6 separate regions of the Mus musculus genome follow, and all the other regions are linked to region 2. Evidence: chromatin contacts called from public promoter capture Hi-C data. All regions are on one chromosome and are shown on one strand. The core of a region is the stretch at or near the end of the contact, and the rest is flanking DNA. Distances in the headings are between cores, read along the strand shown. Region 1 holds the start of Mrpl17 (mitochondrial ribosomal protein L17). Region 2 holds the start of Trim12c (tripartite motif-containing 12C). Region 3 holds the start of Rrm1 (ribonucleotide reductase M1). Region 4 holds the start of Tpp1 (tripeptidyl peptidase I). Region 5 holds the start of Cavin3 (caveolae associated 3). Region 6 holds the start of Smpd1 (sphingomyelin phosphodiesterase 1, acid lysosomal).

Evidence for each region. Promoter capture Hi-C pulls out the DNA fragments that hold promoters and counts their contacts.
Region 1: a promoter capture Hi-C map of pre-B cells shows a contact between it and region 2, with 8 times the contacts expected there. The contact joins the promoter of Mrpl17 here to the promoter of Trim12c in region 2. A contact is called at or near these places in 1 of 39 promoter capture datasets (pre-B cells), 1 of 484 Hi-C or Micro-C datasets (B cells) and 1 of 9 other capture datasets (liver).
Region 3: a contact with region 2 is called in a promoter capture Hi-C map of stem cell-derived epiblast-like cells, with 4 times the contacts expected there. The contact joins the promoter of Rrm1 here to the promoter of Trim12c in region 2. A contact is called at or near these places in 5 of 39 promoter capture datasets (the C10 cell line, embryonic stem cells, liver and 2 more).
Region 4: a contact with region 2 is called in a promoter capture Hi-C map of pre-B cells, with 10 times the contacts expected there. The contact joins the promoter of Tpp1 here to the promoter of Trim12c in region 2. A contact is called at or near these places in 4 of 39 promoter capture datasets (liver, neutrophils and pre-B cells) and 1 of 9 other capture datasets (adipose tissue).
Region 5: a promoter capture Hi-C map of stem cell-derived epiblast-like cells shows a contact between it and region 2, with 3 times the contacts expected there. The contact joins the promoter of Cavin3 here to the promoter of Trim12c in region 2. A contact is called at or near these places in 2 of 39 promoter capture datasets (the 3T3-L1 cell line and stem cell-derived epiblast-like cells) and 1 of 9 other capture datasets (adipose tissue).
Region 6: a promoter capture Hi-C map of pre-B cells shows a contact between it and region 2, with 10 times the contacts expected there. The contact joins the promoter of Smpd1 here to the promoter of Trim12c in region 2. A contact is called at or near these places in 4 of 39 promoter capture datasets (the 3T3-L1 cell line, embryonic stem cells, liver and 1 more) and 2 of 9 other capture datasets (adipose tissue and liver).

Annotation. Positions count from the first base shown.
Region 1 is chr7:105,808,479-105,812,480 of GRCm38.p6, reverse strand. Mrpl17 (mitochondrial ribosomal protein L17) reads left to right here and starts at 1,394. Exons shown (of 3, transcript NM_025301.2): 1 at 1,394-1,673; 2 at 1,963-2,031; 3 at 2,337-4,002. The coding sequence starts at 1,500. The coding sequence ends at 2,624.
Region 2 is chr7:104,351,294-104,354,838 of GRCm38.p6, reverse strand. Trim12c (tripartite motif-containing 12C) reads left to right here and starts at 1,481. Exons shown (of 8, transcript NM_001146007.1): 1 at 1,481-1,645. It overlaps Gm38525 (tripartite motif-containing protein 30A-like), which reads left to right. Exons shown (of 8, transcript XM_006508379.2): 8 at 1-280. Gm36430 (a long non-coding RNA gene) reads right to left here and starts at 2,802. Exons shown (of 6, transcript XR_003946847.1): 1 at 1,868-2,802.
Region 3 is chr7:102,440,259-102,443,953 of GRCm38.p6, reverse strand. Rrm1 (ribonucleotide reductase M1) reads right to left here and starts at 2,259. Exons shown (of 19, transcript NM_009103.3): 1 at 1,911-2,259; 2 at 879-967. The coding sequence starts at 1,929.
Region 4 is chr7:105,750,196-105,754,120 of GRCm38.p6, reverse strand. Tpp1 (tripeptidyl peptidase I) reads left to right here and starts at 1,886. Exons shown (of 13, transcript NM_009906.6): 1 at 1,886-1,950; 2 at 2,068-2,139; 3 at 2,392-2,531; 4 at 3,791-3,925. The coding sequence starts at 1,934. It overlaps Dchs1 (dachsous cadherin related 1), which reads left to right. Exons shown (of 21, transcript NM_001162943.1): 21 at 1-1,132. The coding sequence ends at 663.
Region 5 is chr7:105,480,870-105,484,596 of GRCm38.p6, reverse strand. Cavin3 (caveolae associated 3) reads left to right here and starts at 2,400. Exons shown (of 2, transcript NM_028444.1): 1 at 2,400-2,821; 2 at 3,378-3,727. The coding sequence starts at 2,438. It overlaps Gm36847 (a long non-coding RNA gene), which reads right to left and starts at 1,798. Exons shown (of 3, transcript XR_378395.4): 1 at 1,727-1,798.
Region 6 is chr7:105,551,863-105,555,903 of GRCm38.p6, reverse strand. It overlaps Smpd1 (sphingomyelin phosphodiesterase 1, acid lysosomal), which reads right to left and starts at 1,544. Exons shown (of 6, transcript NM_011421.2): 1 at 1,067-1,544; 2 at 1-682. The coding sequence starts at 1,372. Gm39063 (a long non-coding RNA gene) reads left to right here and starts at 1,543. Exons shown (of 3, transcript XR_869857.2): 1 at 1,543-1,802.

The DNA.
Region 1 (4,002 bases), core at 145-2,644, 1.5 Mb before region 2:
TTTGTTAAATACTAGAGCTAGACTATATTTTCACCCAATTCCTCCCAGAAAACTGTTTTCAAAGAGCCATAAGGATGCTGAGCAATGGAAGGGAACACACACACACACAAACACACAGAACTTTTTTTTTAAGAAAAAGTATTCATCCACCCAGAGACCTAGGGAAGAACCAAACTGTAGTGCCGAAAATAAATAAAAAAAATTCAATGAGATGGTTCCTAGTGATATTCTGCTAGATTCATAGATTGGTGCCTAACTCAGTCGTCATCAGAGAGGCTGCCTCTTGCAGCTGATGGGAGATGTAGAGGCCCACTGACAAACATTAAGAGGAGAAAGAACCTGGGTTGGAGGCCTACATAAGGTCCCGCCCCTTGGAGCTCGGGAAACCCAGCAGAAGACAAGGAAGAATAATTGTGGGAGCCAGAGGGGTCGAACACAGGTGAGGACAGCCTGTAGAATCAACTGAGCAGGGCTTATGGAAGCTCAAAGAAGGGGCAATCATGGAGCCCTCAAGGTTCTGCCCTAGGTTGTCTGCAAATGTGTTATAGTTTGTTGGCTTGGTTTTTTGGGAGGACTCCTAATAGTGGGAGATGGGATGTCTCTGACTTTTTTGCCTGCTCTTGGGACTCTTTTCCTCCTAGTGAGTTTCCTTGTCCACACTTGATGTTAGGGTTTGTGCCTGGTTTTTGTTTTTTTGTTGGTTGTTGTTGTTGTTTGTTTGTTTTTTGCCCCACCCCCTTGTGCCTGGTTTTATTGTGCTTTGGTTGATGTCCCTAGGAGGTCTGCTCTTTTCTAGGGGGAGAAAGGGGAGAAAGGAGAGTGGGGGCTGGGAGGAGTGATGGGAGAGGAGGCTGCAGTCTGGGTATATTGTATGAGAAAAGAATAATTTTTTTTTTTTAAATGTCAGGTATTTGTCCATTACTTTAGCTTTTAGTGCTAACTTAGGTTTTTATTTATGTCAATAAAAGAACATAATACCTGCAGCTTTCCTGGACATAATTTATCTCACTATCACTAATAAAGACTGGGTTTAAACTGGCATCGTCACAAAACCAGCCAGGACTGCAACTCCTCAGGCAAGAGCGCCACATTCCACCACAGGCCCACCCCTCTGACGCAGTTCTCCTCAGGTACTCACTTTCCCGGCATGCTCCGCCCGGAAGGCGCCTCCTCCAAGAACGCCCCAGCCAGCCGACGCAGTGCAAGAGAAACCCGGCAGGGGGCGCCGAGATCCCAGTTCGCCACAGAGCACCGCAGACCTTGAGGCCCGCCCAGCTCGTCGCTCCAGAAACGTCAACACGTCGGGCCGCCCTCCCTCAGACTGCCAGCTAGGCAGGCTCTGATGCGCACGCGCAAACGCGGTAGCCACGCGCCGAGTTACTGCGCATGCGTCCTCTGAGACGTGCCTCCGCCCCTCTGCTCCCCCTCTCCCCGCGCGCGCACACACAGCTCGGAGTTTCCCTTTCCGGGCCCCCGAGAGGAGGGGCTGAGGTGAGAGCATGAGGTTGTCGCTGGCTGCCGCTATCTCCCACGGCCGCGTCTACCGCCGCCTGGGCCTGGGTCCGGAGTCCCGCATCCATCTGCTGCGGAACTTGCTCACGGGCCTAGTTCGCCACGAACGCATCGAGGCGACATGGGCACGCGCGGACGAGATGAGGGGCTACGCGGAGAAGGTGAGAGCCAAGCTATTCACCGCCGGGTCCAGCCTCAGACCGCCGCTCTGGCCGTGTGTGGGGAGTAGGGCCACGCTGGGAGAACTTTCCACGGTAGCGAATTCCCGTGTGGCACTCAGCTGAACGCGTCACTCCTGCGCAGCAAATGGAAGGCTGGTTGGGGCTCCGAAGGAAGGAGCGCCCAGAATTAGCTTAGCTGGTGGGATGGTTGGATGAAGGTAAGACAGAAGAGTAAGGTGGGCGCCTCGGTTCTTGACTCGTCTTGCATCCATGTGTTTTGTCCTCACAGCTCATCGATTATGGAAAGCTGGGCGACACCAACGAACGAGCCATGCGTATGGCTGACTTCTGGCTCACAGTGAGTGCTCCCTACCTGCTAGTGAGGAAGGAATCCTTAGAGAACCGGGTACCTGGCAGATTGAAGGCAGGGCATTCTTTTATGTACCAGACTTGCGAACTACCTTAGACACGTATTTCTCTTATTTGACTTGGGTAAAATGAGCATCCGCATAACTTCCTGTAAGTGTTTCTGTGTAACTTGGTACCTGAATGGGTGGTGGGAAAGCCTGTGAAGATGGTTTTGAACCCTACCTCTGGGAATAATCTATAGTTAAATGCCTCTACAGTTGTGACTATTTTTTCTGATTAACTCTCCCCATCTAGGAGAAGGACTTGATCCCAAAGCTGTTTAAAGTGCTAGCGCCTCGGTTCCAAGGTCAGAATGGGAACTACACAAGAATGCTACAGATCCCGAATCGGAAGGAGCAAGATCGGGCCAAGATGGCGGTGATAGAATATAAAGGGAACTACCTCCCTCCCCTGCCTCTGCCTCACAGAGACAGCAACCTTACTCTCCTAAACCAGCTGCTCCTGGGACTGCAGCAGGACCTGCACCATAACCAGGACGCAAGCCTCCACAGCTCCTGTACAGTTCAAACACCAAAGACTTAACTGGAGCTGGAGAGTGGTGCATAGGTGTGGTGCCCGTGTTCGTGGGTCTTGGAGCTCGTGTAGTGTGTGAGGCCTGGAAGTAGCATTGTAAAGCCCCCTCATAATGAGACCCAGACCTCCCTGCTGACTCACACGATCCTCTTTGCACAGAAGATAAAAGTCTTAATATGAATATAAGATATTGACTTTCTTGTCCTTCCCTAGGATTTATGGAAAGTAAGAGGCATCCAGATGCTCAGCCTCCTAAGACAGTAAATTCACAACTTAGGTTCTAAATTCTAGGTCTAGTTTTGCTTGTTTGTTGGAGGGGAGGGGATCTTGCTGTGTAATCCAGACTATATCCACCATGCAGCAGTCCTCCTGTCCCTGTGTTCCCAAGTGTTCACCACCACACAGTGCCAGTTTGCTTTGGTTTTGTTTTTTCTGAGACAGTTTCTTTGACTGTCTTAGAACTCTGTTTGTAGACCAGGTTGGCCTTGAACTAAGCGATCCACCTGCCTCTGCCTCCTCAGTACTAGGATTAAAGGTATGGGGCACTACCTCCTGGCTCAGTTTGCTTATCTCAACACTAATTTAGATGGGCCCTGTACCTCTTGATTCCAAACCATCTTCCTATGGTGACTGGCTGACGTCCAGCATAGAGACCCACCGTTGGAATTCCTTTTTTGCTTTTATAAGTTATACATGAGAATCTTTATGAATCCTATGAGACTAGGTTTCACCTTGGCATCTTCATACATATCTACCAATGTCTTTTGACCATGCTTACCACCACATGCATGCACCCTATTGTCCTGCCTATTTCAACTAGTCCCCCTTCCACTTGATGTCTTTTTATGTGTGTGATTATGTCCTGGCGAGTTTCATTAGTCCTGCTTACAGGAGCATGTGTGTGTCTTACCAATGGCTGTACCACTGTCTGTCCATCCACAAAGGAGGGTGCAGCCGCCTGAGCTTCTAACCCCCTTCTTAACAGGATTTTGACAGGCTACTATGAGAGCAAGCATTCAGTCCCAAGAGATTGCTTCCTGATAACTAGCTGTGTGAGCCTCTGTACAGGAATCTTCAAATAACATGGTACCCCTAAAACTGAGAATTGTTTCTAGGCAAGGTCACATTTGTTTCACTCAATGTCTGAATGGGTTTTGAATGTGGACTCAAATAGATGTATCACCACCCTGATCATAGATAGGGCTGTAGGCATCTGCCAGGATGTTGGCCTTCCGGATAAGTTCCTTCCTCTTAGAGGGTGTGAAGAGGAAGGTTGATAGAGAGTGATGCATTAGAAAGTTAAGCCTGCTGGGAATTTCCTGGAAGCTTTTGTTGCCAAAAGTGGACCTCTGTGGGAACCCAGAAAGAGGAAATCCTGTTTCAGAAT
Region 2 (3,545 bases), core at 232-2,731:
TTGTGTCCACAGCAAGAACAACAGTGAGGCTTATGACCTCATCAAGATATGAAATTTAGGTAAGTGTATAGCTATGGATAGAGCACTAGCCCAGCATCCACAAGGACCGTGGTTCAATCACTGAAGTCAAAAGCCAAACTAAACAACAACAGCAAAAGTTCATGATCCCAGCACTGGGGAGGCTAAGGGAGCTAGAGCTCATTTAGGGTCAGTCTATCTGAAAGGAAGAAGAGTATAAGACAGTTGTAAGTATGTGAAATAAATTCAAACTACAGAGTTATGTCTGCTGTCACTCATCATTCCATATTTCAGTAGATCTGAGACTGTAGGGAAATAATTAGAGAGGCAAACAGGAAAGGGGATGAGACAGGTGATGGTGGCTTCTCCAACATTCACTCACACAACTGACTTTCTTTAATTAATTTGTGATTTATTTATTTATTCTTCTCTTTCTTTCTCCCTTCCTTTTCTCTTTGGAAAGCTTCAGGTGTTTCCCATGCCATCCTGATGTCAGTCACCATAGCTGAGGATGGCTTTGAGCTCCTGATCTCATGCAGCCAGCTGCAAGGCAGTGGCATCCTGTGCTGGTTTGAATAACAATGGCCCCAGAGGCTAAGATTTTTTGGATACTTGGTTCTTAGTTATCAGGACACTGTTCAGGAAAGATTAGGAGTGTGGCATTCTTGGAGAAAGTATGGCATGGGTGCAAGCTTTCAGAATTCAGTAGACTCTGAACCCCACCATCATTCTCTCTCTGCCTCAGGTTTCTGTAAGATGTGTCTCCAGTTGTGACTTCTCACTTCCTACTCCAGCACCTGCTCCAGCTCACTGCCTGTTATCAGGTTCTCCACTGTGGTGGTCATGAACTTTAACCCATAGGAACTGTGAATGCCAAATTAAACACTCTCCTTGTAACTTGTCCTAGTCATGGTATTTATCAGAGAAGTAGAAGAGTAAGTAAGACAGACCGCAGGGGCCACCACACATGGTTATATACACTTCTGAGGACCATCCCAGTGCTCCATGCTTGATAGGCAAGCACTATGTCAACTGTACCTCATTCTCAGCTCTACAGATTTCTCCCTTCTAATTCCGGTACTGCTGAGTCACTATATAGGTGTTCAATACACCTCTAAGCCAAATAGGAACCTCCAAGATATTCTGGTGAGGGACTCCTAGAAGGGAGGAAATGAATGGGTGGATCAGATCAGCACTGGAAAAGGACTAAGTCTGTTGAGCCACACAATACATAATCTGGTGGAGACTATTGGGCAGCTGGAGAGCCCTCTGCAGCTCATTACTCTCTGCTGTGAGGGTGGTGAGGTGTTTCTGCCTGGCTCTGCACATAACTCCTCCCCAGTCTCCAGAGCCAGCCAATGCTGATATGAGGATAACTTCCTCAGTCAGTGTGGGCCCTGCAGGCTTATGCAAAGGCATCTCATTGGTCTGTAGAGTTGTGGTTTCTGTTTCATTTCCAGCTCTCAAACTTTCGTTTCTCTAGCTTCGAGTCGGAAATACCTTGAAGTTCTGGATTGGTTAGTTAATTCTCCCTGGTTTACAACTTTCTGGCGTCTGATAACGGGCTGAGCAATTTTAGGGGGCAGACTTTTGAAGACTTTGAAAGGAGAACATTGCTTTTGCTTGGGTGAGTTTATCCTGTAAAAGCGGGGGAGGGGAAGGGGGAGGGGCTGCCGGCCTCTGGCTGAAAATGCAAATGGGGGAGCTTGAGGGAGGTGCCTCCTCAACAACAACAACAAAACACCACCACCACCAACAACAACAACAACAACAAAACTACTTTAAAGTTGTGTTTTTTCCAGGTTTAGTCTCCCCCTTCAGTTTCACAATCTGTAATTTTGAATTGTACCTTGTGCACGAGACCCAGAGCGTTGTTTCCTACCACAGACATTCCCTTTCCAGGCAGCAAAGCTGGATCAGAGCCTCTGCTTTTCAATGTGTTTTTGTGTGATAAAGTGGTACTTCCGCATACTTTAGGGCTTTGGTTCTTTACCGGATCGGACTCGTTTGAATGACCTTTTCACAGGAGTTGCACTTTAGATATCTCGCATATCATATATTCATATTATGATTCACAACAGTAGAAAAATATAGTTATGAGGTAGCAAATACCACAGTTTTATGGTTGGGGTCAATACAACACGAGGAAGTTTTCTAAAGAGTTGCAGCATTAGGAAAGTTGCAAAATACTCCTCTAAGAGTCCCAGAGTTTCTCTCAGTTTAGTACCAGAGACTGAGAGCCTGTTATTTAGTCACAGACCCTGTTTGACAGTCCCAAGCCTGGGAATAACTTCAGCTATTATCTTTCCCCTTCCGATATTTTCTCCATACCAATATAGACTTCAGCCCAGCTTGAGATTCCAGATAAACAGGAGGCAGAAGGATTATAAATTGATGGCCATCATCAGCAACTCAATAAGACTCATTCATAGAATATTTTTTTAAAAGACATCTGTGACTTAGTTCAGTGATAGAGTACTTTTCAAGCTTTGGGTTCAGTTCCCACGCAGAGGGGAAGGGGTGTTTGAAGATGGGAAAACTACTATGAGCATGCTCCAGTGACACATCTGAAGATTTCCCCCAAAGTGCCAGCTTTTGTAAGGTTTCTTGGAGAGAGGATACATTTTATGTTGCCCAGACTGGTCTCCAGCTTGTCCGACAGCCCCAGCCCCAAGTCTCTGTAGTGTCAGGAGCACATGACTGCAATAGCCTCTTTCTACCTTTAAAGAAAGAAAATTAAATTTTTGATTGATGTTAAAAAATGACAAATTAAAAAAAAAAAAAAAAAAAGCTTGAGAGAGCCATGGGAGAAACCAGTGTGATCAGGGATATCATGGCTTTGCTCTAAAGCTAATCTAGACGCCCAGAAGACATCAACAAACCTTCTCCTGTCAAGGTTGATTTTGTGTGTTTTGCTTTCTCAACAACTGTTTCTTGTCCGTGTTCATAAGCCAGTGCCTTCATTCTTGAATTTGCTTGAGTTCTTCCCTCCCCTCCCCTTCCCCTCCCCTCCCCTCTCTCCCTCTCCCTCTCCCTCTCCCTCTCCCTCTCCCTCTCCCTCTCCCTCTCCCTCTCCCTCTCCCTCTCCCTCTCCCTCTCCCTCTCCCTCTCCCTCTCCCTCTCCCTCTCCCTCTCCCTCTCTCTAAGTTAGTGTGGCTATGAATCTGTTACCTTTATTTCCTTACATATTGTCTTAAAGAAAGAACTTGGAGCAGCTGGGCACATGCATTTAATTCCAGTACTGGGAAGGCTGAGACAAGAGGAACCTTGTGAGTTCTAGGCCAACCTCATCTACATAGAGGGCTCCAAGACAGCCAGGGCTACATAGTAAAACCCTGCTCCCAAAATGAGAGAGGGGGTGGAGGGAGGGGAGAGAGAGAGAGAGACAGAGAAGGACAGAGACAGAGACAAAGAACAACAGCTCAGATTATTCATTAACACTTTTCCTTGGGTCTTTCTCATCAGCTTTCTCTTCCCTTCTGATAACTTTTGGTTTAGTTATTTTTTGTCTACTTGCCTGAGGCCAA
Region 3 (3,695 bases), core at 1,010-3,509, 1.9 Mb after region 2:
CTTGGTTTCCAACATGCATCACGGGAGATTCCCAGCTGCTTTGAACTAGCTCCACAAGATGGGTAGAATACCCTCTTCTGGCCCTTTCAGGTACCTGCACACATGTGGTAGACACTCACAGAGACATAAACTAAGTCCAAAGGGGGGGAAAAAAAAAACCCTCATGAAAATAGTTGCAGTGGCTGTCTGCACGACAAGACTGGGCCCATCAGCATTCAGGGTTCATGGGGCCCTACCCTTCCCTGAGGAGATCTCTGCAGACCAATAATGGTTGCTGGAGGAGTCTTAACCCTCAGTGGCACAATCACTGGTAAGCTGCCCTTGCTCAATCAAGTAAATTAATTCCAGACCAATGTTCACACAACAACTCTAAGTAAATGAAGTGGGACAGATAGGGACCCAGACACACACTCACAAACACACACATAAACACACATGCACACACTCACACAAAGCACTAAGAGACTTATGGAGAAGATGGCTGTAGGAAGGAGATAAGAGGTCACTGAAGAAAGTATGACAAAAGTGTATTTTACATATGTATGTATAAAACTGTTAGAGACTCTTAAAAGTTAAATGAGTAAGATACACAGCACTCCTAATTCCAGATGACGGTAAATAGAACTAATTTCTACACTGTGTGGCTAAATACGGATAAACAAGATGCCTGACCAGTAGTCACATCAACTGTCCCCTCTTAGTTCATGTTCTGAGTTCTCCAGGAAATGAGAACTTGAAGGACACATCAAAATTAAGGAAAGTGTCAGGCAATAAATTCACATTTAACACTGAAGTATAGTTAAGTGAAGGGCTAGAGGTAAGTGACATAAAATCACATAGCATGCAAAGAACCCCTGATACACACTGTATTTACTTACAGGATCAACAAAGTCCATGTTGAGTCCATAACAGAGTTTCTGGATTCGTGATGTAATTTTGTCAAACATAACTCGCTCTTGGCGGCCATCTAAATAATCAAATCACAGTTAGCATTAGCAGTTATTAAGCGGGCAATACCAAAGAATCAAGTATATTCAGCTTTTAAAACTGTTTAAAACAATTAAGAGATTGTCTTTGGGGTCTGCAGAGACTGCTCAGTGGTTAATCATGTCTACTCGGATTAAGTCTTTGTCTATTTGGGTTAAAAGTCTTTGTCTATCGACCTATGATAGAGGAGGCAGCCCTCTGTGAGTTTGAGGCTAGACTGATCTACACAGAGTAAGTTCCAGGCCAGTCAGAGAAACCCTGTCCCAAGAACAAACAATGTAAAAAAAAAAAAAAAAAAAAAAACCTCCCCACAAAAATGCAGAGGCAGGAGAGATGATACTACACTCCCACCTCAGAAGAGACCAGAAAAATGACAGATGTTCAAAAAATGTGGTGTCCTGCCTTTTCTTTTTTTCCTTATTTCCTCCTACACCAGATCATCGACTCCGCGGTTCTTTTGTCTGTTATTTTGTTTAAGAAATGAGGAAAGACAGGCACAGGGCTATTATGAGCTATGGGTTTCAATTCTAACCTCACCAACTACTAGCTGGGGTGGAATGGGGGTGTTGGGGTGCTTTTTCGTGTCTTTGCAACCTCTTCTAAAAAAATGGAGCCAAAAGCAGCTACCTCTGAGGATGGCGGCAAGGAATAACAGTGCTCGGGAACAATCTCAGACAGGGTTGGAGGGAGTCTGGAAGGGAGCACAAAGTCAAAGTCAAAGGGAACACACAAAGGTCAAGAGAATGGGGACAGACTGAGCAGACACAGGCCCAGCTGACAGACAGGGCGGGAAGCGCGGCGGGAAGCGCGGGAAGCGGCGAGGCGCCGCGGGTCGGGCGGGTCGGGCGGGCCGGCGATAGTGACCGCTGGGCTCTCCGCAGCCGGGTCCCCTCTCCTCCTCCCCATCCCCACGGACCCCTCACCTCGCTTGATCACATGCATCGCCGCTAGAAGCTGAAGTGCTGAGAGGTTCGAGACCAGTTAGCAGCTCCGAGGCGAAGAAGGGACAGAGACGACTGTCAGATGTGAAGGGTTGGACTCCGAGAGGCTGCTCGGACGGAGGGATGGAAGCTGCGCGATAGACAGCACTTTCCTCACCAGAGCAGACTAACCGAATTACGAACTCCTTCCCGCTCCCGCCACCCGTGACGTGCAGAGCAACGCGACGGACGGAATTCGAATGACGTTCTTGACGTTTCAACGCCGGGAGTTGAATGGGCGGAAACTGAGCAGTAGACAGACAGCACACGAGTCCCTTGGCCGCCATATTGAGTGTGGGCAAAGCCCGGGAGACTGCGCTCCTTTCCACCACATTGGGTGAAAGCGGACCTGGCGGGAACGAGTTCTCCTGCCGCCATATTGGGTGTGGGCAAGCAAATCTCCCGAGTATTTTTATTTCATAACAAAAAAGTAACCAACCAGATATCCAGAACACCTTTTTCCTTTTTCCTTCTTCCTCCTCCCTTCCCCCTTCCCTACCCCTCTGACTTTTTTTTTTTTTTTTTTGCTATTTTACATTATGGACATTATGGAAACACCAAGATTTTGTTCTGGTTTGCACTAAAGCCTACAACCCGCAAATAAGAAGCAGATAGGAAGCCCGGGGCTCGTAGGTCTACACTCCTCAGTTAAAGAGTGGGGCTAGACCAAAGGTGTTTGAATTTCAGCCTTACAGAAATAGGGGTACTGTGAAACTCTTATGAAGGCCCACAGTCCATTTGCTTTTACAGTTTTGTGGATGGTAGTAGAGATAGGATCAGCAATAAGATAGTCGTCGCCACATTAATACGTGAAAACAGCCAGACATTATGCAGAGACCAAGACATCTGCGAATACTCAGTCCTAAGGGACTTCTCCATCAAATCCCTCCCCAAATGACTCAGGGGGCCCCATAGAAAAGGAGGAAGAAAGAGTGTAAGAACCTAGGGGGATGGAGGACACCGAAGAATCAAGGCCCTCTATGCTCTTATAAACTCTTGAGACTAAGGCAGCATGCCCAGGGCCTGCCTGCCTTCCAGTTTACTAGTGTTTTTTATGGGATTTTATAGTGTTCGCCTGAGTGTGCGAACAAGTGTATCTCTGATTCTTGTTCCTTCTCATGCATTCTGTCCTTCTGTTGGTTCTGTTCAACACTGATGTGCTAGTTTTCTTTCTTTTTTTTTTTTTCTTTTTTCTTTTCTTCCCTTGGAAGCCTGTTTGTTTTCTAACGAGAGACAAAACGGGGCAGGACCCAGATGGGGAGGAACTGGAAGGAGAGAAGGGAAAACATAATCAGGATATGTTATGTGAGGCGAAAAAAAAAATCCATTTTCAATAAAATGGGGGGAAAGGCTAGGTGAAAAAAAGAAAGAATAGTTAAAGTCGTACTTTAAACCTATTCAAGACAAGTATAAAAACTAATTTCGGTCATAAAACTGATCTTCATAAAATAATGTATGTGGCATTCTTTCGCTAAAACCTATCATTTGCTTCTTACACCCTCCAGAAGGGGTCCATCTCCACCCACAACTGACACATCATAGGAAATCCTACATGAAGCTAGAGGACCAGGGCTATCCAGGGGGAAAATATGATATGGAAACACAATTGATATTCAGATGTTAGGGGAATATAATATCATTTGCTAGAAATGGAGCTGGAGATCATCATAATAAGCCAAGCTTATAGAGACAAATATTGCATCTTTTTTTATAATGTGGAACCGAGGT
Region 4 (3,925 bases), core at 637-3,136, 1.4 Mb before region 2:
ACGTCTTGTGAGCCTCCTGCCCCTGACACCTGGTACAAGGGCAGAAAGGCAGGGTTGCTGCTGCCAGGCGCAGGAGCCACTCTGTACCGAGAGGAGGGGCCTCCAGCCACTGCTACAGCCTTCCTGGGGGGCTGTGGCCTGAGCCCTGCACCCGCTGGGGACTATGGCTTCCCAGCAGACGGGAAGCCGTGTGTAGCTGGAGCACTGACGGCCATTGTGGCTGGTGAGGAAGAGCTCCGTGGCAGCTATAACTGGGACTACCTGTTGAGCTGGTGCCCTCAGTTCCAGCCTCTGGCCAGTGTCTTCACAGAGATTGCTCGGCTCAAGGATGAAGCTCGTCCGTGTCCTCCAGCTCCCCGTATTGACCCACCACCCCTCATCACTGCTGTGGCACACCCAGGAGCCAAGTCTGTTCCCCCAAAGCCTGCAAGCACAGCTGTAGCCCGGGCCATCTTCCCACCAGCCTCTCACCGCTCCCCTATCAGCCATGAAGGCTCCCTCTCCTCAGCTGCCATGTCCCCCAGCTTCTCACCCTCACTGTCTCCTTTGGCTGCTCGCTCTCCCGTTGTCTCACCATTCGGGGTAGCCCAGGGCCCCTCAGCTTCAGCACTCAGTACAGAGTCTGGCCTGGAGCCTCCGGATGACACAGAGCTGCGCATCTAGCTGTGGCCCTAACTGGGCCCCGACCTGGGACACGTCCAGTGTCCCCAAAGCAGGCCCCATTCTCAGCCTGCCCTGGGCAGCCTCGGACCATGACTGACTATGGGGAGGCCACCACCAGTCCCCTGCTCTCCACCTTAAACTCTTATAGCTGGGACAGGTCCCACATTTCTCTGCAGTTCCTTCAGCACTAGGACCACAGAGGGCCTGTTGGTCATGACCTGTGGCCAGATCCAGTGTGGAGAGAAATAAGAATGAGGCAACAGCCTTGGGTTCTCTTCAGCCAAGACTTCCTGCCCTGCACCAGCGCCCTGCGATGGAGCTGAGACTTTATTTATTGGGGGTTAGGGGGATGGGGAGGTCCCTCCAATCTGGGCCCAGCTCTTTTGGGTTCTTCTGACATCCCTGCCCCTGCCCAGAACAAGTGCCAATTCTCACTCTGGAGCCTTAATAAACTGCAGTTTGTATCCAGCCTCTGGCTCTGTTCTGTCAGGGTAACCAGAAGTCACTGGCGTAGCACTGTGGATACCTGGCACAGTAGCCAAGGAGGCCCAGAGGGAGGGCGGACAACAGGACATGTAGGAGTAGGGTTGGCACTGAGAGCTCAGAAGCCTAGCCTTGGGATCTCTGCTGCTTTCCCCTCTAACATGGTCAGGACTTGAACTGCAGTGGTTTCCTGCAGAGACTGACAGAGTAGGAAGCAGTCTAGGGTCCTAAGCCTGAGGGTCTGGAATAAGATATGGTGATTATTAAGAGTAGGTAAGTGAAGAAATCCCCAACCCCCCCCCCCCACACACACACACCTTGGAAACATGAAATGTCCACATTCATAAGAGCTCACATTAGTTGAGTCTGCCAGGTCAGTCTTGGCTCCATAGGCTTGCTTTATTGCAATGTCCACTTTTACTCCCAAGTATGAGGCACATTTCTTTTACGTAACAGTCACTGAATTTTAAGTGAAGAAACCTAGGCTCTGAGAGCTTGTTTTTCTAATATTGTACGGCCAGGAGCAGCCCATACCTATGGGGCTTCAGAGCCCACTCCTTTATGATTCCTTTAGAGACAGACAGACTTGGGCAGCAGGTGAAGAGGAGCCCTGGGCTTAGATGCTCAACACAGCATAGAATTCTAATAGCAGCCCCAGCATTCAGAACAGCTCATTTGGGAGGGAGGAGTCAGCAACGTCACTAGTTACTAGGCAGGGAGATGGGGGAGGTGCCAGACCATGCTCATGTGACTTATCACATGACTACAGATCAGCCTGAAAGCCAAAATGGGACTCCAAGCCCGGTGAGAAACTGAGGTGGGGAGGGTAGCTAAGGGGGATTACATTAGAGGGATTACATGTTGTAGAAGGAGTACAATGAGGGTTCGGCTCCTGATGAAACCCACCTGCTGTCCCTGCAGCCTCCTAGGGCTCCTTGCTCTCGTCATCGCCGGCAAATGCACTTACAACCCTGAGCCGGACCAGCGGTGGATGTGAGTTGATTTAGTACTACAGGTGCCTGTCTCTGCAGACGCTTGGTCCTAGCTTTCCTCATCCTCAACTGCTCCTAGTACCCACTCTGTAGCCTTATTCGACACCCCCTCGGCTTAATCTCTGGTCATTTATCTCCTATGATCCTTATCTGCATCTAGGATTCGACCCAAAGTCTCAGTTCTTAATCCCAAACTTTCCATGATCTGGATTTCTCGTTATGGCCTAATCAAATCATGTCCCTGACCCTGTAGGCTGCCTCCAGGCTGGGTGTCCCTGGGCCGCGTGGATCCCGAGGAAGAGCTGAGTCTCACTTTTGCGCTGAAACAGCGGAACCTGGAAAGACTCTCGGAGCTGGTGCAGGCTGTGTCGGATCCTAGCTCTCCTCAATATGGTGCCTATCAGTTGGGGCAGGAAGTGGGAGGCAGGACCAGGCAGGCACTGGCTGGTGCAGATCATGTAGGGCCATGTTTCTGGTATGACAGACAAATGACAATAACTGCCATATTCATACACACACACACACACACACACACACACACACACACACACCAAAATTTCCACCTGAGTTCTTCAGTCTTAAAACTAAGAACAAATCTAAGCCTAGTAGCATGAGGTAATAATCCTAGCTACTTGGACTAAAACAGGACGATTTTGAATCCAAGGCATGCCTGGGCAGTGTAGCAATATTGTCAACATTAAAACCAATTTTTTTTAGAGGCCTAGCTAGCTCATTGATAGGGTGGGTGCTTACGGAGCATATGAAAAACCCTAGGTTCAAGTGCCAGGAAGATGGTGGGTGTGGGGTAGCTAGCTGTGTTTAAGAACACATGATTCATAATCAGATCTAGATTGAAATGTTCACTTACCCTACCAGCTCTCAAATGGAGGACTAGCACTTAGTGTGTGTGCATGATCAAGTCATGGACCTTACCCCACTCTCATAGCCACTGCCACACCCTCCTCTGTTGCTAGTTCAAGTCCTAAATTGTCTTTGGATTAATCCACTCTGGCCATTCCTCTTGCTACCAACTCAGTTGTTTATTCTCTTTCTGGATTACTGCCCAGTACCCGGACTGGTTTGAAGCTTCCTCTCCTTCACCCCACTCCCCAGAACAGTCCCTTCTCTATTCTAGAGTATTCTCTATGGTGCTCAGGCTGGAGTGAATCCTTCCCCTGCTTAAAGTCCTGTATGGTGAGGCAAGGGTGTGTGTGTGTGTGTGTGTGTGTAGAATGGAGGCGAGAGGAGGGGGGGGCATCCTTAGAGCACCCAAGAAGCTCCTCATATGCAGGAAAGAATGACTCACCGTTATGTTGTTTAAAATCAACAAGGATGAAGAGCTGAGCTAAATTAGAAGGTTCTGTATAACTGGCTCCAAAAGTTTGGGGAAATCTTTTTGAAGATAAGCTTAAAATGGGATATTGAAAGTTTACTAACGTCCTTGAGTTTTTGTGACCATGGTAACACATGCTGTGCATTTTTCCTGGCCATGACGTTTCATGTCTCTCGAGCCTTTTCTTCCCTTTGACTCTCACTATGCCTAGCCCTACACAGTCCTCCTCGGGAAGTTTTGATGTCCTCTGATTGAGGTCCAGACAGACAACCCAGGAAAGCCTCAAATGAGGACGAGAGCCTCTTCTGAATCCCTGCAGGAAAGTACCTAACCCTGGAGGATGTAGCTGAGCTGGTTCAACCATCACCCCTGACCCTCCTCACTGTCCAAAAGTGGCTCTCAGCAGCTGGAGCCCGGAACTGCGATTCAGTGACCACCCAGGACTTTCTGACTT
Region 5 (3,727 bases), core at 1,151-3,650, 1.1 Mb before region 2:
GAGATTAGAATCAGAACCTCCCGTTACAAAGACCCGCCTGCTTCTACCTCAATTCTTTTTAAAAGTAAATCACAGAAATTAGGGGTTGGGAAGATGACTCAGTAGTTAAGAGTGTTTGTTGTTCTTCCAGGGGACCCAGGTTCTATGCCAGGACCCATACTGGGTTGCTCACAACCACCTGTAACTTCACCTCCAATAGTAGCTAATGCTGTTGGCTCTGTGGGCACCTGCACTCATATGCACACACCCACACCCATACACCAAATATTTGTAAAAATGCTAAAAAAAAAACCATAAGAAATTAGAAAGATCACTCTTTTTCTTCAATTATCTTCATTGTAGGGGAACTCTGCTCCTTACCTAGGAGAATGGCTGACAAAGAACTTGGGCAGACAGGCCGTGCTGGGTCCCCTCTCATCTACTATAGTCAGACCACACCCCTTTGTCTAACCCCATTTCTGTGTAGCTCTCCAGTCTTCATTAACTTAAGCATACAACAGTTTTCCTTTGTGTCTTCCCTTTGGAATGTCTGTGCCATGTAAAACCTCTATTACTTAGACTTGCTATGCCATTTCCATCTCCCTGTGCAGCCAGGGAGAGTCTTAATCTTTCAGATGTGCCATTCTTAGTTCCAGATTTACAGGTGTATAACCAAGCTCATTTAAACCTGACTGTGGTTTTAAGAGCGCCAGCCACGAACTGGTGATAGGCATCACATTTTGAACATCTAGAGCTAGAACGGACCAGACAGTGATGTATGGTTGGGTAGAATTGGTCACTAAAGCTTTTCTCAACCTTATTTATGTATGTAGTCTTTTGGACGACCCAAGACAATTGTGTGTCTAAGCTGGAGAGATAGCTCAGCCAATAAGAGTACTTGAGGCTCTTACATAGGACAGGAATCCTATTTTTAGCACCCACATTGGATACCTCAGAGTGGCCAATAACCACAGTTTGAGGGCATCTGACACCTTCTGATATCCATAGGTCTTTGCACATGCATGTGCACACATTCATGCACACACACATATACATAAATAAATAAAAACATCTAAAAGATTTCCAAGTTGTTGGGCTGGGGTATGGCTTAGTGGCAGAATACTTGTCTAGCGTGTTTGAGGGTTTGGGTTTGATCCTTAACGCTGTGCCTTTTCAGCCAACTAATGGGGCAGTCAATGAACACCTATAACTTCAACACTCAGGTGTCTGAGACAGGAAGATTTTGAGTTTGAGGCCTGGGTTACACAATGAGTCCCTATCTCAAAAACACAGAAACAGGGTCAAAGATGTAGCTCCGTTGAAGATGTTGACCAGTGTGCATAGGAGCCTGAGTTCGATTTCCAGCACCAGCATAAAGTAGGTTTGGTGGCACACAACTGTTATCTCAGCCGTTGGGTGGCAGAAGCAAGAACAGACATTCAAGACCATCCTTGGCTGAACAGTGAGTTCAGGGCCTCCCTGAATGACATGAAACCCCGCTCAAACTCTTTGTGTTCTTTTGTCAGGCTCAGATGGCTCTGCTAATATCGGGTCCAAGATGAGCAAATCAAACTCTAACATAAAAACAAAGTTTTCACAACCAGAACTCAGGAATCAACCTTTATGTAGTGATTTTCCACTCTAACACTCACTATGTAGTTCATCATGGTCTCCAATTGGTGATTTTCCTACCTCAATATGTATCACCATATCTAGCTACTGCAGCATTTCAAATCCTCACACTCACCAATTTCGGAGACGGGATTGAAGGCATTACGCAGGAACCACAGCCAATCTCCATTAAAACGGACAAACCAGTACTTATTCTAACTCATGGCTGAGCTATCCTCCAGGAATCCAAAGAAGAACAACGCAGTCCAGTAGGAAGAAATAGCAATAAACGAAGCCAGAGGCTAAACCTGGAAAATATCAGAGGATGCCCCGCCCAGCCCGCCTAGACACAAAGCCCTGCCTTGGGCCTAGGCAGTCTTGGGTCTGAGGCAGAACATTCCAAACTTTACAGGCCTCCGCCCAGCGTTGGGGCTCAGCAGCTTTGACGGCTTAGGCTATGCCTTTAACACCCCTGCCTTCCACCCCCACCCCCTTCTCTGATCACTAGATAGATAAATGAAATTTTCAGTGGTTTGCCTTTTGCTGTGAAGAACACAGGCCTGAAAGAAGCCCACCAGGAAAATGGGGGAAAAGGAGCACAAACTCAGAAAAGAGGTGCCTCTGGGCAGGACTGTCTTACTCGCAGATCCCGGGGCGGAGCCTTCGAAAGAGCCCCCTTTGGACATTCCGCCCCCTTGCTCGGCCTCCTCCTTTTCCCACCGCGGAAGATGCCAACTCCCGCCCGGCTGAGTCACGGCCTGAACTAGGGGAGGAGGCGGGGAAAGGCAGCCCCAGCCCAGATCGCAGCCATCGGTCTCAGGGAGAGCAGGCCCGGTGGTCAGAGATCATGGGGGAGAGCGCACTGGAGCCCGGACCTGTGCCTGAGACGCCCGCAGGGGGTCCGGTGCACGCAGTCACCGTGGTGACCTTGCTGGAGAAATTGGCCACCATGCTGGAGGCTCTGCGGGAGCGGCAAGGCGGCCTGGCTGAGAGGCAGGGCGGCCTGGCGGGCTCCGTGCGTCGCATACAGAGTGGCCTGGGTGCGCTGAGTCGCAGCCACGACACCACCAGCAACACACTGACGCAGCTGCTGGCCAAGGCGGAGCGCGTGGGCTCGCACGCCGACGCAGCCCAGGAGCGGGCCGTGCGTCGCGCTGCTCAGGTGCAGCGGTTGGAGGCCAACCACGGGCTGCTGGTGGCGCGCGGGAAGCTGCACGTCCTGCTCTTCAAGGTCAGTGACCTCAGGCATCCCTCTCCCGCCCCCAACCCTCGCCTCTAGGTTACCACCGAGGGAAGGACTCCTGCCACCCACCCGTCCGCATCTCCACATTCCTGACCCAGCGTGCTGCCCTCACTTGTGGAAGACTCTCAGAGCCGCACCCACTTTCTCACAACAGCGACCTTATCCCTTTCTCACTCCCAGCCTGGCCAACCCACGCCCTCCCTAACTCAGGCCAGTCTGCGGATTTGGTCAGTCGCACCCACATGGAACTAACTGTTAGGTGTTACTCTGCCTCCTCCAAGCGCCTATACAGCTGTTACACTCTACACGGTTTCATCCACTTTGCAAACTTGCAAGGTCCACTTTCCCCCTCTTTGCTCATCTCTCTGCTCCTCCATCCTCCCCATCCCCCATCTTCCCATTCCTCTATTTTGGCCCCAATTCCTAGTGCAGATGCAAAGGGTGGAGTAGCTTCCCTTGGCGGGCGGGCAAGAGAGTTTCAGGCTGGTCCTGGCTAAGTGCCAGGGTCAAATCAGAGAATCAAAAGCTGTGTCATCACATTTAGGAGGAGACTGAAATTCCAGCCCGCGCCTTCCAGAAAGTCCCAGAGCTCTTGGGTCCGGAGGACCAGTTGGTGCTGGGCCCAGATCAGCCAGAGGATGAAGTTGGAGAGAGTTCTGAAGAGGAGCCAGTGGAGTCCAGGGCTCAGCGGCTGCGCCGCACTGGTTTACAGAAAGTTCAAAGCCTGAAAAGGGCTCTTTCCAGTCGTAAAGCAGCACAGCCCACACCAGTCAAGCCGCCACGCGTAGGGCCTGTCCGGAGCTCTGAAGGCCCATCAGAAGGCCAGCCTGCAGCTCAGCCTGAAATGGAGTCCGAGCTCGAGACTGCCCTGGAGCCAGAACCTCCTCAACCTAC
Region 6 (4,041 bases), core at 295-2,794, 1.2 Mb before region 2:
TGAAGGGAGGAGGGAAGCCATTGACAGGAGTGCTCTCATGGTTGCCCACAGCAGGGTACACTGGCACTGGGCCCAAGAACTTCCTCACGAGGTCTGTGATGGTGGTCAGGGCCCTCAGCTGATCTTGGCGAGACTGTTGCCAGACATCATGGGCAGGGATATCTCCCGTCCAGTACACCATTTCAAAAGGGCCGGCAGGGCCCAGTCCTTTCAACAGGCTTTCTAGCGTTCGCAAGGGCAGGTCACACTTGCTGTACTCGCCCCAGAACCCAGCCCCCTTCTGGGAGTTGGGTGGCCATCCGGACCCCCGGCGGCAGCAAAGTGGATCTGCACAGTAAGGGTCTGTGCCCTCCAGGTACTCATGGTCCCAGTGTAGATCAGTAAGGAAGAGGACACGGCTGACAGGGGCACCGGGGGCTGGTGGGCTCGGTGGCTTTGGGGGTGGCTTCGGCACTGATGGCAAAGAGATGTTCCAAGTCGAAAAGATGTCCCAGTGTCCACAAGAGGAGCCCAGAAGCAAGCCACAAGCCTCTGATGGGCTCAGAACTGAACGTGTCCACACCTCCACCACATCGTCCTCAAAGAGATGGACGGCTGACTGGCACACATCTAGTGGTGCTATGTTCAGCATCTTGCATATCTTGATGGCCACAGAGCCTACCCGTGCCACATTGGGCTCCTTCTGTGGTGGAAGGAACCAATGAAGTTAGGTCAGAGACAGAACAAGTGAACCCTGGCCACCACTCCACAGGCTTCCATGTCTAAATCGGAGCTAGGATAACTCTGTCACCATGATAAAGAGACATCAGTATCTCCCACACACTGCCCAGCAGTTCAGCACCAGGCCTCTAGCTACCTACTCTAGCTCAGGGTGTGCTACCATTTCAAGCCCACAATTAGCCAGCTGACTTTACTCTCCCTAACTTTATAAAGGTCACAGTGGGGTAGTGGTAACATGGATGCATAGGAAGCACCCTCTACCAGAAATATATTGCCCCCTCCCCCGGGCATACCAGTGCACTTCATCCTGCCCCCAGCATTCCACAACAGCCCTTCACGCACTCACCTTCAGCCCATGGTTGAGAGCAGTGAATAAGACTTTGCAGGCGGGGCAAGTGAGGTTCTGCCACCCAAAGGCACTCTGGAGCGGCGGCGCTATGGCACTGAATTTGACAGAATGGCCTTCAGAAGGAAGAGGATAAGCTCTGGCAGGAACCCAAAGAACCGTGGAGTCAAACAGAGCCAGAACCAGCGCCAAGCCCAGCCCCATCCAAAGGAGTCCCACTCTGGGTGCCGGTAAGGACCTCTCCAGTCTCTGCTCCCAGCCGGCTCTGAGGTGGTCCTGGCCGGATGATGCTCTGTGGTGGGGCATTGCCAGGCTCGTAGACAGGACTGGCTTGCCCCTCCAGGCCCCACAGGCCGAAGCCCTGGCTGGCCCTCGGGGCCCGGGTAACGCTGGAGACACCTGATTACCCTTCGTTGTGGTTGACTGATAGCTCAGCAGCCAGCCACAAAACAGCTCCTCCCCTTCCTGTTCCTCTTATGGCCCAGCAACTGTGGGGGAGCGGCTGTCAAAACCTTGGGGGCGGAGCAAAAGGGGGCTCGCCAACCCGCCCTGATCCGCCTTCTTCAGCCACAGCCCAATCACCCCGGGCGGTCTTAGGACCCGCGGGGTTGGGGTGGGTAGGTGACCTCGGTAGAGACAAGCTTCACCACCCTGAGCCATTGCTGCGCGAGGCTGCGGGCGGCGGCCCCGATAATTTCTGCCCAGAACTGATGGAAGCCCTTTAGGGAACTCCCAGGTGCCCCTCTCTTCCACCCCCCCTCCCCGCTTTTTTTTTTTTTTTTTTTTTTTAAACATTCAGATTCCTAGAATAGATGCCCGGCTCAGCTGGTCATTAAACTGAGAAGATTAACTAGAGAGGGCTGGGGCAGCGATGCTTGCATTGAGCGGATTGACCTGCCATGGACGGTCCTCCCCTCGATTTCCTATGCTCTGCCACCATTACAGCAGCCTTGAATCACTTAAGGTTTTGTTAATGTGTCTTTCTTTTAATTTAAAATTTTGCATTATTATTTATTTATGTGTATGGGTATTTTGTATGTGTGTGCACCACGTGCGTGGTGCCTGCTGGAGGCCGGAAGAGGATCCACCTGGACTGGAGTTATAGATGTATTGAGGTCGCCACGCCCGTGCTGCGTGCTGGGAATTCTACCCAGGTCCCAACACTATTAGGTGTGGGACCTGCCCTGGAGCCTGGTCAACCTACCAGGGGTCGTCATATCCTTAAAAAGAAAACTGCCTCTTCTAGGAGCTCTCCGATGCCAATACGCCTTAGCTAGGAGTGAGCCTTTGGAATTTTGTCTCGCTTGAACATCCTGTGCGTGCTGTCACAATCATGGCGATTTCACTGCATGCAACTTCCCTGTCGTGCCAGAAAAGTTTCCTTTAGTCACCCGCTGCCTCTGGCTCTTCCAGTCTTTCAGTCCCACTTTCAATCACTTAGCCTTGTAAGGAGAGGTGTGATATAGACCCCATTTAGGGAGGATCACTTCGAAGTCTCTTGTTCTCTGATGATCATTTGTAGGTGTCTGTGTTTAACTCTCTCCTGCTTCAAGAAGCTTCACTGGTGAGGACTGCTAAGTGCTCTGATCTACGGGTACACTAAAGTCATTTAAATACTGTGCCTATTAGCAGAATAATAGTAGTAGGTTCTCTGCCCCGCTATGGGGGTTATGACCTATCTAGCCACAGGCCCTTACACTGATAATGGTGCCAGGTATGGGTTACATCTCATCTCTCAAAGGTCTTCTTAAGTGTTTTTAATCCTATTTTATCTGTTGTTGTTTGTTTGTTTTGTTTTTGAGACAGGATCTCACTATGTCTTGCCCCAGGATCCACAGTTCGGGAGCCAGCCAATCTTCTAACAAAGCTTTAATTCAGAATTCTCAGGATAGAAGGGACTTTTGGCTTTGTTTATTTATTTATTTTTATTTTTTCAAGACAGGGTTTCTCTGTATAGCCCTGGCTGTCCTGGAACTAACTTTGTAGACCAGGCTGGCCTCGAACTCAGAAATCCACCAGCCTCTGCCTCCTAAGTGCTGGGATTAAAGGCGTGCCACCACTGCCCGGCTCATTTCCTCCTTTTTAATAGAGAAAGAGTTGGGTATACTCCTGTAACCCCAGCACCTGGGAGGTAGAAATAAGAGAATCAGACATTCAAGGCCACCCTTAGCTACAAAGTGAATTTGAGAAGTTTGAGTCTACCCTGGACTGCTATGAAGCCATACCTCAAAAAATTAAAAAGAGGAATTATATCCACAGTGGCAAAAAGCTTAATTTATCAAATTCTGTAAATGTGCTAAATACTAATTCAGGTGCTTTGTAATGACTAGTTTTCAATTCTCACACAATCCCACAAATAGCAATAATACTGCTATTCTTGAGCTGGTTGAGTGGCACATGCCTATAATCATAACATGTGAGAAGTAGTGCTGCATTTGCATATAAGCTATACACATCTAGATACTTTAAATCCTGTTTATTCCTAATAATAGCAGTAGTTGTTACATTGTATTGTTAACAAGGAAAAAGTCTGTACATGTTTCTTATAGGCACTCCCCACCCTGCATATTTCTGATCTGTGACTATTTGAATCTTCAAATTAAAAAAAACTAGATTTATTCATTTTATATATTTATGTATTTTATCTTCCTATATGAATGTGCACCATATATGTGTACTATGAGAATGCCTGTCACCTGGAGAGGTCAGAAGAAAATGACAGATCTCCTGAAACTGGAGTTGCCAATGGTTGTTAGGCATTGTGTGGGTGCCTGGAATCAAACTAGGGTCCTCTGCAAAAACAACAAATGCTCTAAATGGCTAGGCCATCTCTCTAGCCCCAAATCTTCAGATTTAAATCTTATACCAACACACTTAGTAACTTTATATTCACCTATAAAGAATATAAAGCATATCTTAGGCTGAAGGTGTTTCCGTGATGCTGAAAGAGCTTTGCAGAGCTTCTGTTGGCTGGA